Regions from separate parts of the Mus musculus genome. Here region 1 is linked to region 2. A link is a contact called in public HiChIP or PLAC-seq data. All regions are on one chromosome and are shown on one strand. The core of a region is the stretch at or near the end of the contact, and the rest is flanking DNA. Distances in the headings are between cores, read along the strand shown.

What was found. HiChIP or PLAC-seq counts read pairs in DNA pulled down with a chosen protein or histone mark.
Region 1: a contact with region 2 is called in an H3K27ac HiChIP or PLAC-seq map of extraembryonic endoderm stem cells, with 4 times the contacts expected there. The contact joins the promoter of Tbc1d9b here to the promoter of Zfp62 in region 2. A contact is called at or near these places in 1 of 39 promoter capture datasets (the C10 cell line) and 1 of 115 datasets of contacts at active chromatin or transcription factors (extraembryonic endoderm stem cells).

The regions. Positions count from the first base shown.
Region 1 is chr11:50,129,681-50,132,614 of GRCm38.p6, forward strand. Tbc1d9b (TBC1 domain family, member 9B) reads left to right here and starts at 1,680. Exons shown (of 22, transcript NM_001290760.1): 1 at 1,680-1,876. The coding sequence starts at 1,759.
Region 2 is chr11:49,201,690-49,204,622 of GRCm38.p6, forward strand. It overlaps Zfp62 (zinc finger protein 62), which reads left to right and starts at 1,603. Exons shown (of 4, transcript NM_009562.3): 1 at 1,603-1,849.

The DNA.
Region 1 (2,934 bases), core at 430-2,929, 930 kb after region 2:
GTTAATTATTATTTTATTTTACTTAGAAGTCAAAGGAACTTGCAGGAGCTGTTTTTCTCCTACCATGTGGGCTCTGAGATCAAAGTCAGGCATCTCACTGGTTCTCAGGTACTTCCAAATGCTTTTTATAAAATTATTATCATTCTTCCAAATTAAATTTTTTGTAGATTTCTATCTATCCATCCATCTATCTATCCATCCATCCATCCATCCATCCATCCATCTATCCATCCATCCATCCATCCATCTATCTATCTATCTATCTATCTATCTATCCATCCATCTCTCTCTATCTATCTATCTCTGTCTCTATCTCTGTGTATATGTGTGTGTGCATCCATGAGTGAATGCTATTGCTGTTAATTTCAGCAGCCAGAAGAGAGTATCAGATCCCCTGGAGCTGTAACCCCCCCCCCCCCAATCTCCATCTTTTGCTGAGCCATCCCTCAGTCCACTACTTCTAAATTATTTTTGGTCTAGAACTTGCTAGGTAAACCATGCTGGTCTCAACTTCACAGAGATATACCTGCCTCTGCCTCCCAAGTCCTGGGGTAAAGGTGTCTACCACCATGCCTGGCTTACTTCCGAAATCTTGAGGGTAGACTTCTCCAGAGAGCACAGCAGCATTCGTCTGCGCGTCCAAAGTCCTCATTGAGGACTTACTATCAGGACACATTAATACAATGGGCTGAGAATCCAGTATCTGAGAGATGATGAGTTTAGTTATGTTTCATACATGGATATCATACTCACTCCCTCATGGAGTAAGATGATGGACAGCCAGACTGACTGGTTGCTGTGTACTCTGTCAGGATAACCGGAGTATATTGTACTTCAAAGTTGTAAGGAAAGCCATGTCTTGAAAGCTGAGTCACAAGCCGCGTTTCAGAAGGTTGTGGCTCACTCTGGCTGTCACCCATTACATCTGCTCAAACCTCCCAGAATGAATTTATCTCTCCTTCCTTTTACCCTCCTGCCATGTCCAGGTGACATGGGGACAGCTCATACAGCTGTCTCCCTAGCCTTTACCAAAATAAATATGGTCCGCCCCTTTTGTCCAGGCGGAGTCATTTGCACCTTTGAGTCAGAAACTATCTTGTTCCTAATTGTTTAACCGGGCTCTAGTTCACAGAGCCCGCAGTAGCTAGTTTTGCTTCATGGTTCAGTGGCAGAAGCCCTGGGCTGGGATCTGAAGGTGAATTTGTACTGTCAGAGACTGCCGCCTTCAGGCCAGGAGAGGTAAGAGCAGGGCACTGCGCCCCTAGATCATACTGCTGTACGCTTATGAAAAAAATTAAGTGCTCATCTGTGACCTCAGCCTCAAGGCCACCCCAATCCATCTGTCAGATGGGGTGAGCGCACTTATTTCAAAGGGCACCAGCTGCGCTTCCTGACAACTGGGCTCTTGAGGATCCCAACCTTAGACTTGAGTCAAAATCCCGAGGCTGACCAGGCGCTGCTGTACCCTTCTCCAGACGCTTTTTGCCACATTAACTCGCCTGGGCTGCACAGTAGGCAGAGAGCATGCGATCCCCTCCAAACTGGACAGCGGCAGCAGGGCTGGAGGGGACTGCCAGGCCAGGAGAGGTCGAGGAGGGCGACGCTGTGAGCCAGCGCGGCCGCTAGGGGGAGCCAACCTTCGGGCCGACGTCTCGACCCCGCCCCAGCCTCTCGGCTCCTCTCGGCTCGGCTCGGGCGCGGCGACGGCGGCGCGCGCTTCCGCCTCACGGGCTCTGGCCCGGTGCGAGCGGCCGCGGGATGTGGCTCGGGCCCGAGGAGGTGCTGGTGGCTAACGCGCTATGGGTGACGGAGCGGGCCAACCCCTTCTTCGTGCTGCAGCGGCGCCGAGGCCACGGCAAGGGCGGAGGCCTCACGGGTGAGCGGGGCGCGGGCGGCCGGGCCTGTGCGCACCGGGCCTGGCGGGGCAGCAGGACGCGACCCGCGGGCACGCGCAGCGGCACAGGGGGGTCGGAAGGCGGGTGGGGAGGACGATCCCGGGACAGGCAGCAGGGGAAGGACACCAGTGGCCTCCGCCGGGACGTGTGCACAGTCCTGTAAAGTCACATAGCAACCAGAAGCCAGCAGGGTTCCCCAGCTCGCCCTCTGCCTCAGTTTCTCCAGCTGCCTCTGAGGGACCAAGTGGCATAAGCACACGTTTCCTTTTGCCCTCTTTACTCCTAGTTCACTGAAGAGTTGCCTCTTGGCGAAGACCAAAGATGCCCTGACCTCCCCTTCCTCCGGTCTCTCCTCACTTGATGCCGTCAGAGCTCCCAATTCAAAGCTTGTTTTTGCATATTTATCGGTATATATGAAGTGTCCCTCAGAGCTACCCCGGGTGCCTCTCGGGTATCTGAGCACTACCACTCACACAGAAGCAGCTGGAGTGGGAGCCTCTGACTTTGTGTGACATGTGGCATTGTGGGAATCTATTCAGCAGGACTTGTTGGAAGCCCCGTGTGTCCCAGGGCTTGTCAAGTACTCCAGATCCGGCCCTGCAGCAGACCCCTGTACGTGGACCCTTCTGGGTGCCAGATCTTTCAATATGGAAAGTGAATTTTCTGTGAATGCCCTGGTTTTGCAGGGTGGCAGCTGACAGTCCTGCAGATGCAGTTGGTGGCCTCACCTAGGTGACATCAGCTGCCAGCATCTCATGAGCTACACTTCTTAATGTGGAAGGGACTGTACCTTTTCCAAGAAAACTCAATGTTCCCTTCCACAATCAGGCTCCTTCCCGGAGGGCCAAGAGATGACTGGAGTTGATGCTAGGCCTGGCTCCAGGACCCAATGTTTATTGAGAGTTAGGTAGCAGCCCTCTTGAACAGCCCAGTGATCAACCTTGGAAGCTACCATAAGGCCACTGAGGAACACAGGGCACCGTGGGACAAGTCCCTTTTGTTCTAGCATTCATCTGTGTCCAACCGCCTCCCGCCTCTC
Region 2 (2,933 bases), core at 353-2,852:
TGTGTGTGTGTGTGTCTGTGTCTATGTGTCTGTCTGTGTCTATGTCTCTCTCTCTCTCTCTCTCTCTCTCTCTGTGTGTGTGTGTGTGTGTGTGTGTGTGTGTGTGTGAATACAAGGCCAAAAAAAAAATTGCCTGAATAACAAAAACCATGGTGGAAAATAAAAACATTGTCCACAATAAACGTTACCTAATCAAGATGATTTATTTAGGCTTTATGATCCTTTGCTATCCTTTACTAAATAAAAGTGTCCCAATCCAGATATAATTATTTTTATACTTAATTATCTAAAAGGAAAAACAAACAAACAAAAATCCAAAATCTTGGAATGTGAGCAGGCCAGCCTAATGTGATAGCCTTTAATTTAGACTATGGACTCTTCTAGAGGCCTCAAAGAAGTGCCCAAAGCTCTTCCCAGAGTTGTGCTATCCAGTAAGTGGGATCCTAGCACTCATGTGGCTATTTCAATGAAATGTAATTAGACACTTGGTCTTCAGTGGCACTGGTCACATTTGAAGCACTTGTAGCTGTGTCTCAGCTACTGTTTGGGTTGTAGAAGAATCCCCCAACAACCCCTAACTTGTCCATGTTCTTCTCCATAACTTGCTGCTTGCTGGCCTGACAAGGACCTAGGACCCTGCTCCATCTTGGGCTTCACTGTTTTCCTACTCTGCTGGACATTACCGCAGACTTTCCACTTGCCCTGACCACCTTAGAGATGCATAGACCTTAGTGCCCAAATGCAGTCGAGATACTACTACACTCAAATTGCCATTCCTTCTACATTTCCAAGTCATTAAGGTGAGTTAGGGCTTGCCTACAAAGATATAAAAAACAGGAGTAGACTGGTGCAGATTACAGGCTTTAAACTGGAGTTTTGTAGTTACGGGTGGGGGAGGGTGAGGGGGATTTTGTTAGAGGCAGAACGGGGAAGGTAGCTGTGATAGGTTATTTCTCTGCCACCACGGAAAGGAGCCAATTCAAGTTAGATTAGATTAAAGGCAGGTTTACGGAGAAGCTGCTCTCCTGTGGGCGAGTTCACTAGCTCCGAGGACTGAGGCCAGGAAAGTCCCCATGGGGGGGGGGGGGGTGCACTCAGATAAAGGAAGAGAAAAAGAGCAAGCAAGAGTGACCAAAACTTCTAGATTATATAGGGAGGAACCTCTGGGGGAAAGGGCAGCTCAGCCCCTGGGCTGGGAAGTTGAGATCAGGGTATGCCTGGTTGGGACAGATGCTGTTCCCAACATGGAGCCAGGTCTGCTTTGGTAAGTAAATATTCACCTCTGTCGCTTGTCCTCATTGGAAAACAAACACGAAGCTGCTGGTATCCGGGAGAGAGACAGTTACTTTTCTTCTGCAGTCTCCGAATAGCAGGCTTCCTGGAAATTTGAGCTTTGTTGAGGGTCTTGGCTTTGGGAGAGGAGGGTCTTTTAGAAATAAGGGGTATGGGACCCCCATATTCCGCTTTCTCCCAGGAGCCCAGCCCTCCCTCCTAAGACTCTCCCCAGCCTCGCTTGTTAACTATGAGCTCAGCTTCACAAGCAGGAAGTGAAGTATCTATTTTACCACACCACTTGATTATACCCGCCCCCAATGCACCCCGGAATTGCAATAAAAGTCCAAGACAACTAGAACCCCCTTCCTCTCCGGGCAGACCAGCCGGGATTAGGAGGCCAGCAGAGCACCCACAAACTGCGGGTCACGTGCGCGATCAGAGCCCGACCATCGAGTCAGTCCTCCAGCTTCCCAGAGCGGCCTCGGAAGTGCCCCTGCGGCTCGGGTCTTTCCGGCCAGGCAGTCCGCGCTTTTGTCCCGCCGGCGGCCGGGCTCCCGCGGTGCCGCCACAGCCAGTACGTGAGTCCCGGGCTGCCGACGCTCCCGCCTCTCCCCGGCCCGCCACGCCCTTCCCTTCTCTGCCCTCCGGTCCCGGGCGGGTCCTAGTGGGGGAGGGAGAGCGTGACTTTCCACACGCCCTGGGGAGCGTCCTCTAGGAGTGAAGGGGAAGGAAGAGCCCTGGTTCGGGCCCGGCGCGCGGGCAGGCTGCCATCGGAGCAGGCCCTGGGCCGAGGAAGGGCCAGAGTCCGCCCCGGTGTTCCTTGACTGTCATGGCCGTTTCGGGCTTAGAAAGAGGAGAATCCCGATTATTAGCGCCTAAAAATTTGCCCTGATTGCGGTTAAGTTTGTTTCTGAGACTTGGAGATGACCTGATTCGGTCACCTCTTCCCGTCATTTTGGTGGGGGAGAGGTGTTGAGAGACACTTGCGGCTCTGGAAGCAGACCGTTCTCCACTTCCTGGCCCTCTCCTAGGAGAAACTCATCTGTAGAGCAGTGGGTGCAACCGGAGGCCGCCATCTGCCCTACCCCACCCCCACCCCACCGCAAACTGAGAAAGTGTTGGCCTAGGGAAAAGCCAGCGAAGGCACTTGAACCCAAGTGATCGCTTGGGGAAGTCCTGGGGCAGCGGTGTGAAAGAAAGAAAGGTCAGGTGGAGAGAGCCGCGGCTAGTGTGTTATCTTAAGATGGTTAGTCTAGATGGCCAAGACCGTTTGTGTACGCCTGAAGCTTTTGTCTGTCTGGGGTGTGTGTGTGTGTGTGTGTGTGTGTGTGCGCTTTTGTCTGGGGTGTGTGTGTGTGTGTGTGTGTGTGTGTGTGTTTGAATACGTAATGCTCACGTGTCCAAGGCATTAAAATACAAAGATTTTTAAAAAACAAAAATTTAATGCAAAATATGAAAACAAGATTTTCTTTTACTGTTCTCAAAGGTTGTTCTGGGCCCTACCTTAAAAGGTAAACACTTTTGTTAAGATGTTGAGTAGACTTTAAGGACTTCTTCATTTAAATACTAGCAAATATATAAGTCGTTCCTCTTTTATTCAGACAGGTGGTAGCATAATAAGTCCTGCTTCTCTGTTTCTTTTACTGAATCTGTTTTAC